Regions from separate parts of the Sus scrofa genome. Here region 2 is linked to region 1. Evidence: chromatin contacts called from public HiChIP or PLAC-seq data. All regions are on one chromosome and are shown on one strand. Each heading gives the region's core, a stretch centred on a gene start, on an enhancer-like site or on the middle of the called end of the contact. The rest is flanking DNA. Distances are from core to core; before and after follow the strand shown. Region 1 holds the start of PTPN9 (tyrosine-protein phosphatase non-receptor type 9). Region 2 holds the start of IMP3 (IMP3, U3 small nucleolar ribonucleoprotein).

Region 1 (4,338 bases), core at 1,119-3,618:
TCTTTAACTGCTAAGCCATGAAGGGAACTCCAAGGGCAGGCCTTTGTACTCTGATTTTCCTCTGATTTGCTACTCAGAGCAAATCCAGCCAGCTGCCTCGCACTTGGTTCTGTTCCCTACATCTCTGCTCAGAAACTTCCAAACATTGTCCTATTAGGACTGTGATAGGCCACAGTTCCGGAAAACTTCCCTTACACACCCACACGCCCACACACACAGCTGTGCCTCTGAAAACACTGAGTTCTCTCTCCCAGCACACTCTGTTAAGTCTCTCCCTTTTAAAATTGTCCTAACCTGATACCTGCACTAGGAGTCAGTTCTAGCTCAATACAAATTAATGAGCTGTGTGACCTTTAGATAATCACTGACCCCTGCTGTCCTGAGGCCCACTGGACAAAACGAGTGTAAAAAATGTAAATATAAATGTAAGAAACTCCATCTTTTTGTGTTCAATCAGTGGTTTGTACTACTAAGGTTCTGCCATTTCTTACTCCAGCTTGGTCCTATAGCCATTTGCCTGCTTAGGAAGAAAAACCATATACACACACACACACACACACACATATACATATATATATACACACACACATATATACATATATATACACACACACACACACACACATATATACACACACATATATATACACGTAGTTTTTCAGGGCCATACCTGTGGGATATGGAAGTTCCCAGGCTAGGTGTCGAATCACAGCTGCAGCTGCTGTCCTACTCCACAGCCACAGCAATGCCATATCCAAGCTGCCTCTGCGACCTGCACCGCAGCTCGCAGCAACGCCAGATCCTTAACTCACTAATCGGGGCCAGGGATCGAACCCACGTTCATGGCTACTAGTTGAGTTCATTACCACTGAGCCACAACGGGAACTCCTATATATTTTTTTAAGTTACTATTTAACATTTTTTTGGGGGAAAAGGTTATATGTCCACGTGCAGAATTTAAACACACACACACACACACACAATGTTTGTTAGCAGCAAAGACAGTGGTAATGAGAATAGTTACTTGGAGGGGACATGAGGGCTTTGGTAAGTTGGGAATGTCCTATTTATTGATCTATGTGCTGGGTACATGGGCGTGCTCAGTTTATGAAATTTGTCATACTGTATACATATTGTCACTATTCTGTATGTACATTATACTTCAATAAAAAGTTTTAAAAGAAACTTAAAATGTACAATTGACCATATAGGGAAAAGTCTCTCTCTCCCTTAGGTTCTCTCTCTTTCTGGGAGACAACCACTACCATCTTTCTTATGTATCCCCTCAAAGCTCTTTTATATATAAATAAATTTAAAAACACATACTCATTTTTTTTCCTTTATAAGGATGACAGCCTATTATGCACACTATTTGAGTTTTGTTTTTTTTCACTTCACACCACAGCTCACCGCAACGCCAGATCCTTAACCCACTGAGCAAGGCCAGGGATCCTTAACCCACTGAGCAAGGCCAGGGATCAAACCCGCAACCTCATGGTTCCTGGTCGGATTCGTTAACCACTGAGCCAAGACGGGAACTCCAGAAATTGCTTTTAAAGTCCCAGAAGGAGCATCAGAACTCACAGCATCTTCCTCAGTTGTCTTAAGACCCCTCCCATGGGCCTCTCTCTGTGAGTTCTCCAGGCTTCAGCTCTTGGAACTAGCTGTGGCACTCACTTGTTAGTTGGATCCCTTTTGGAATATTTAGTTTTGGTCTGGAATGATGCAAAAACGTGCCAGACCTAGTCCTCCTTTTCCTCTGTCCCCTCCACCCCCAAACTGACTCCCAAGACTGTATCCTGTAAGACTCCCAAGCTCTTTGCTGCACTTGCCTTCGCGAAAAGCAAAGGCTTGCAAAAACTCCGTGATTCTTGAAAGTGGTTTGAAATCAGATGCTGTTTTTGTGAGGGACTAAAATTAGCCACACTGGTGATGGATTACAGGATACAGCCAGCAAGGAGAGAGCGAGCTGGGGCCGCGAGCAACCAGCTAGCAGGGTCTGTTCCTTCCACCTGCGCATCCTGGACCTCACAAGCAACCATTCCAGGGGTTTTCAGTTCGCAAATGACATGGAAATAGATGAAGGTTGTGGGTTCCTCGTACCTAAGTGGTAGAGCAAGTAACCCCAGGCCAGGTTCCCGTTAGCACCTAGTTTTCAAACACATGTATTCTCTTCCTCCTCCAGGGAGCTTAACGTCATGAAACCCGCACCCCTTTCTTCCTTTTTCTCACTCTCCGCGGTCCAGAGTCGCCGGAGCCCCTCCCCCGCCCTAGTTCCTCTGGATCTCCCCTCCCCCCCGCCGGCCTCCCCCGCCCCCTCCTCTCCGAGGGCCTCTGCTCGAGCTCCGCTGCCCCCGCCCCCCGGGCTCCTCTCTGTCTCCCCCTCCCGGACGTGGCCGCGCTCGGCCGGGCCCTCCTCGCCGCCTGTTTGTGAATGAGACGCTCAGTTTCTCAATGGAGCCGCGGGGGGCTCGGGCGGACGCGGTGGGGCCGCGGGGCTGGCCGTGAGCCCGGAGGGGGGCGCGTTTCCCCCGCTCCCTCCCTCTCTCCCTCCCTCTCGCCACACGGCTTTAGAGGAACGGGGCTGAGAGGCCGGGGCGCTGGTCGCAGGGCCCCGCATCCCCGAAGACTCCTCGTCACCTTCTGGAGGAGTCGGAGCGCCGCGGAGGAAGGTGGACGCGGAGGAGGCCGGCGGCCTTCGGCAAATTTCCCCCGCGGCCCTTGCTCTGGCCTTAGAAACTTCTTGATTCCACATTTCCCTTTTTAATTCCGATTAGCTCCTTGCCTGCTCTATTCCCCCCCCCCTTCCCCGGGATAGGAGGGGGAGTGTGAGGAAAGGAACGAAGAAAATAAAAAAGGATTTCCGCCCAGAAGAGAGCGACAGTTCGGAGAGCTTTTTCTTAAGGAAACAGAAGCGGCGTTTGCGGCCGTTGCGGGCGCCGGACCCTGCCGGCCCAGCCATGCGCAAGCCGGCCCGGGGCTGCTGAGGCGCGGGGACGCGGAAGCGGAGGCCCACCGCACCGGGCTCCCTGCGCTCCCGGGCGAGTTCTGTCCGCCGGGCGGCGGCGGCGGCGGCGGCGGGATGGAGCCCGCGACCGCGCCCCAGCCCGACATGGCGCCGGAGCTGACCCCAGAGGAGGAGCAGGTAAGCGGGGCTGCGGCCGCGCGGTGGGTGTGTCCGGACCCCCGAGGCCTAGCCCGGCCGCGCTCTTCGCGGCTCCAGGTCCGCGGTGGCCTCCCCCGAGCCCCCCGGCGGCCGCGCCCCAGGCCGTCATCCCCCGAAGCGGGGAGGCTGCCGGCCTCTGCTCCCGCCCACGGCCGCTCCTGTTTGCTGCTCTGGTGCCGCATATTGCCCTCTCCTCCTATTCGGCGGTGATTAAAGTTCTCGAATTGGGAAGCTTCCCTTTACCTCTGCCCCCCCCCCCCCCAATGTTTGCAGAACACCTACTTTGCCTCCGGCCTTACACCCCTCTACGTATTTTGCTTCATTCCATGAGGGTTTGTGGTTTTCTAAGGGCAGGAAAAGCCCCACTTGGGGGGCCGGTTCCTGTGAGGACTGTCTCCCCTTCCCAGGACAGTGATAGGCACTGAGTCCATAGATGCCCTAGATTTTCACATGAGCCCCTCGGGCTTCTTTGAGGGCTGTGGCCTACTTGGATAGATTCTAGAAGATCCAGGCCTTCCCAGGCTCCCTAAGTCCCTGGCCTTGACCGCCCTATTTAGCTTTCTTTGGCTGGGCGCATCTCCTCACCCCCACTTCCCTCCCCCATCTCATCTCCCTGTCTCCATCTTTCTGAAGTCTGCATTGAGCTCCATTGTCCCTTAAAGCTTATGACTTTCAGTTCCCAGAAGGAAGTGGTTTGCAGTGTCATTTTGGGGGCTTGGGTGAGGGATGAGCCCAAGGCCCATGTACCTTTCCCTCCCCCACATTCCTGCTGGGGAGACATGGACCACTCCGGAGGATGGTGGGAAAGTCCATTAGCCGAGATTGGAATCCTAAAGTCTTTTCACTGTCTCTTCTTGCTCATGCTCAGATTTAGCCATGGTCTGATTCCATGTTTAAAAACAAGAAAATCAGAAAAACACCTAAAATAAGAAAAGATGAACCATGCTGGTAGCCCATTTCAAGCTTACCGAGCCGTTGTTCCCGAGGACCACATTTGGTAGTACAGCCTCTAGTATGGAGATAGTCTGGTTTTACAAACTGATAGTGGTTAGTGGGCTTAAGATTTGATTTTTAAAAAGCTCTTGACTTCTCTCCTCATTTGTGGAGATGACATTTTTCATATTTGGCTTCAGGCTACAGTCTTGTCTTTTGATGCCTAGAGATAAAATCAG
Region 2 (3,998 bases), core at 1,409-3,908, 55 kb before region 1:
CCACTGAGCCATGACAGGAACTCCTCCACTGTCACTTTTAAGGTCATTTGTGATTACATGAGACTCACCCAGTTACCCAGTTAATCCAGGACAATGTTACCATCTCAAGATCTTTAATTTAATCACATCTGCAAAATCCCTTTTGTCATTGTAAGGTAGTATTCACGGGTTCTGGGTAGACACCTTTGGGGGGCCATTTTTTTTTCTCTCTTTTTTTTAAGATTTTTATTTTTTCTATTATAGATGATTTACAATGTTCTGTTGGAGGGGCCATTTTTTACTTGCCCCACAATCCAATAGAAAAATAGACAAAAGACAGGGAGAAGCATTATATAGAGGAGGAAACACATATGAAATCTTTATTTACCAGGAAATGCAAATTAAAGTCACAATGAAATACCATCACACACTCACCAAATTGGCAAACATTTAAAAAAATCTAACACCAAGCGTTGAAAAGAATGGGGAGCAAAGGGAAGTCTCATGCACTGTCAAAGCAATATAAAGTGGTACAGCCACTTTGGAAAACAATTTGGCAATATCTAGTAAAGCTGAACATGCACTTTACAACTCAGCAATTCAATTTGAAGATGTATAGGAGAAGCTACTGCATATGTGCAAGGAGAAATCTAAAAGAATGTGAATGGCAGCACTGCTAAAAATAGCCCCTCCAAAAAAATCCAACAGGAAATGGATTAATAAATTGGATAAAACCAAACAATAGAATATTACATAGCAGTTAAAAAAAAAGCAACTGCAGCCATGTATAATAAACTCCACATGATGCCATGTCTTCTAAGCAACACTTCTCAAATGTATGTGTACAAATTACCTTGATATCTGATTAAAAGTAGATTCTGATTCTGTAGGTCAGGAATGGGGCCTGAAATTCTGCATTTCCAATAGATCTCTGCTGATCCTCAGGCTACACTCTGAGTGAGACGGTTTTCAGGGATGCATTTACAATAATAAAACTGTTTTTCTTTTTCTTTTTCTTTCTTTCTTTCTTTATTTATTTATTTACTTTTTTGTCTTTTTGCTATTTCTTTGGGCCGCTCCGGAGGCATATGGAGGTTCCCAGGCTAGGGGTCGAATCGGAGCTGTAGCCACTGTCCTACACCAGAGCCACAGCAACATGCGGGATCTGAGCCGGGTCGCTCGCAGCAAAGCCGGATCGTTAACCCACTGAGCAAGGGCAGGGACCGAACCCGCAACCTCATGGTTCCTAGTCGGATTCGTTAACCACTGCGCTACGACGGGAACTCCCCTATTTTTCTTTTTAAATGAAGGGTAAAAATAAACACTAAATTGAGGAGAGTAGCTACCTTTACCTCTGGCCGGGAGAGTGGCTGGAATAGGTAGATGAGGTGGTCCTAGTGACCCTTATACTGGCTGTGGGTCCCTAAGTACTCATTATACTTTGTATCTTACATATGTTACATACAGTATTTTCCATATGTCAAATACTTTATTTAAAAAAATAAAAAGCATAAAAAACCCACAATGATCAGCGAAGAAGCTAGGTGGCGTCAAAGTCTTGAGCAAATAAAGAGGTTAGTCCTGTAGCACTACACTAAGATTTTTTAAATTTTATTTTAACGCTATACTGAGATAAAACAGATATTGCCAGCCGAAAATGTGCTAAACTTGTTAACTAAATACTTGGGACCAGAAATCCACCCTGACAAGCTATTTCGCTTGAGCCGAGATTAAAGGGTCAGGACTTGTACTTACTATCCAAGCTTTTCAAACTTACTGGGTTTTATGAATCACCTGTCATTCTTGTTAACAATACAGATTTTGGGAGTTTCCGTAGTGGTGCCTTGGTTAAGGAATCCAACTAGGAACCATGAGGTTGCAGTTCGATCCCTGGCCTTGCTCAGTGGGTTAAGGATCCGGAGACGCGGCCTCAGATCCTGCGTTGCTGTGGCTTTGACCTAGGCCGGTGGCTACAGCTCTGATTAGACCCCTAGCCTGGGAACCTCCATATGCCGCGGGAGCAGCTCTAGAAAAGGCAAAAAGACAAAAAAATAATAAAAATACAGATTTCTAGGTGACTCCTGTGTCGATCCGATTCAGTCCATGTAGGAAGCAACCTGGGAATCAGTATTTCATAGGTTAGGTGGATTCCAGCCCCACTTGGCAGAAAGAAACTGCTCCGCCCACTTGGTGATTAACCTGGGGTTCGTGGGCGGTGGAGATACCGGGTCAGCCCTGGCCTGCTCCAGGAAGCACCCCCCACCAAGGTGGGAGGACCCCGCCACACACACAACGATCAATTAGCACAGTAGATCAAACTAGAGCGGCAGTCTTCCGTCTTTCCCGGAACTGGTCTCTTTTGCTCTTGTGGGAGAGACTTTGAGATCCCTTGAATGGCAAAAGTCTTAAAGAGAGGAAACTATTACAGCACCAGGTGGTAAATCATTTGCAACTTAAAACCGCTCAGCCTTGCCTCGGGACCGCCCCCTGCCTCCGTCAGCAGTTCTGCCCGGCTTCTCTTGGAGAACGCGGAGAAAAACGCGAGATACGGACTCAGGGCCGTGACTCCACTTTGACCAATGGAAATAGGGGGCGTGGCACCGAGCCTTTCTTTCATTGGCTCAGAGTTCCCAGGGTGGCCCGGGCTTGGCATGCGGGGGCGGAAGTCGCTCGGGTTCCGGAACACGCTCTGAGCCTCTGGTCCAGCGGTATCGGAGCCGCCATCATGGTGCGGAAGCTTAAGTTCCACGAGCAAAAGCTGCTGAAGCAGGTGGACTTCCTAAACTGGGAGGTCACCGACCATAACCTGCATGAGCTTCGCGTGTTGCGGCGTTATCGGCTGCAGCGGCGGGAGGACTACACGCGCTACAACCAACTGAGCCGTGCTGTACGCGAACTGGCGCGGCGCCTGCGGGACTTGCCGGAGCGGGACCCTTTTCGCGTGCGCGCTTCGGCAGCGCTGCTGGACAAGCTGTATGCTCTCGGCCTAGTGCCCACGCGCGGGTCGCTGGAACTATGCGATTTCGTCACTGCCTCGTCCTTTTGCCGCCGCCGCCTGCCCACGGTGCTCCTTAAGCTGCGCATGGCTCAACACCTCCAGGCCGCCGTGACTTTCGTAGAGCAGGGCCACGTGCGCGTGGGCCCCGACGTGGTCACGGATCCCGCCTTCCTTGTCACGCGCAGCATGGAGGACTTTGTTACCTGGGTTGACTCGTCCAAGATCAAGCGGCACGTGCTGGAGTACAATGAGGAGCGTGACGACTTCGATCTGGAAGCCTAGCGGGTCCTCCCTCCCTAGGACGGCATTTTATAGATGCAGAAGCCCAGACCTGATGCCTGAGATTCTGTGAGGACGCTCTCCCAGAAGTGTGTCAGCTAGTCGTCGGTTATTAAGAACTTGGCTCCTCAGCTACAAGCCACGCGCGGAGCCAAAGGGTACGCCCGTTTTCCACGAATTTTTCTTAGCCTTTGGACGATTTAGAATTAAATGACTGCCTTTAGAGACCATGAGAAGCGGTTTTGTGCTTCACTGGGGAGTTGTTAGATTTTGGTACCTGAAACATCGTAGTGTGAAAGAAAGGACTTTGCGGGGGGGGGCACCCCTACATTTCCCTTTCATCTTCTTGTAGGACAGTTTGGTTTAACTTATTTAACTCGAATTCTTACTCCTCTTCTTGATTAAGCTGTGTACAGATGTTGGAGAGTTTGGTCTCAAGTTTTCATAAAATGGGTGATATTTTAGTGTTCTGAGTCTTTTTTTCTTGTTTAAAGGAATGCTCTCCTAATGCCAATAAATGGCTTAACTACCGTTAAAGTGTACATTTTTTCTTGTTTTCTCACATAGGGTCACATCTATAGGTCTCCTTGGTTCAGGAACCCAGAGAAGAGGAATAGTGACAGCAGCGATCTGCCTATGGCTGAGGCCAGCAGTAGGGCCTGCGTGTGGAGGTTGCAGGATGTTGTACAAGGCTGGACAAATTTGTTAGTTTACCAATCCCTTCCTTGGAATGAGTGTTTTG

The links. HiChIP or PLAC-seq counts read pairs in DNA pulled down with a chosen protein or histone mark.
Region 2: a contact with region 1 is called in an H3K27ac HiChIP or PLAC-seq map of alveolar macrophages. The contact joins the promoter of IMP3 here to the promoter of PTPN9 in region 1. A contact is called at or near these places in 11 of 47 Hi-C or Micro-C datasets (alveolar macrophages, blood, embryonic fibroblasts and 6 more) and 2 of 2 datasets of contacts at active chromatin or transcription factors (alveolar macrophages and skeletal muscle).

The regions. Positions count from the first base shown.
Region 1 is chr7:58,075,808-58,080,145 of Sscrofa11.1, forward strand. PTPN9 (tyrosine-protein phosphatase non-receptor type 9) reads left to right here and starts at 2,369. Exons shown (of 13, transcript XM_003128481.4): 1 at 2,369-3,145. The coding sequence starts at 3,083.
Region 2 is chr7:58,020,710-58,024,707 of Sscrofa11.1, forward strand. IMP3 (IMP3, U3 small nucleolar ribonucleoprotein) reads left to right here and starts at 2,659. Exons shown (of 1, transcript NM_001243292.1): 1 at 2,659-3,787. The coding sequence starts at 2,705. The coding sequence ends at 3,259.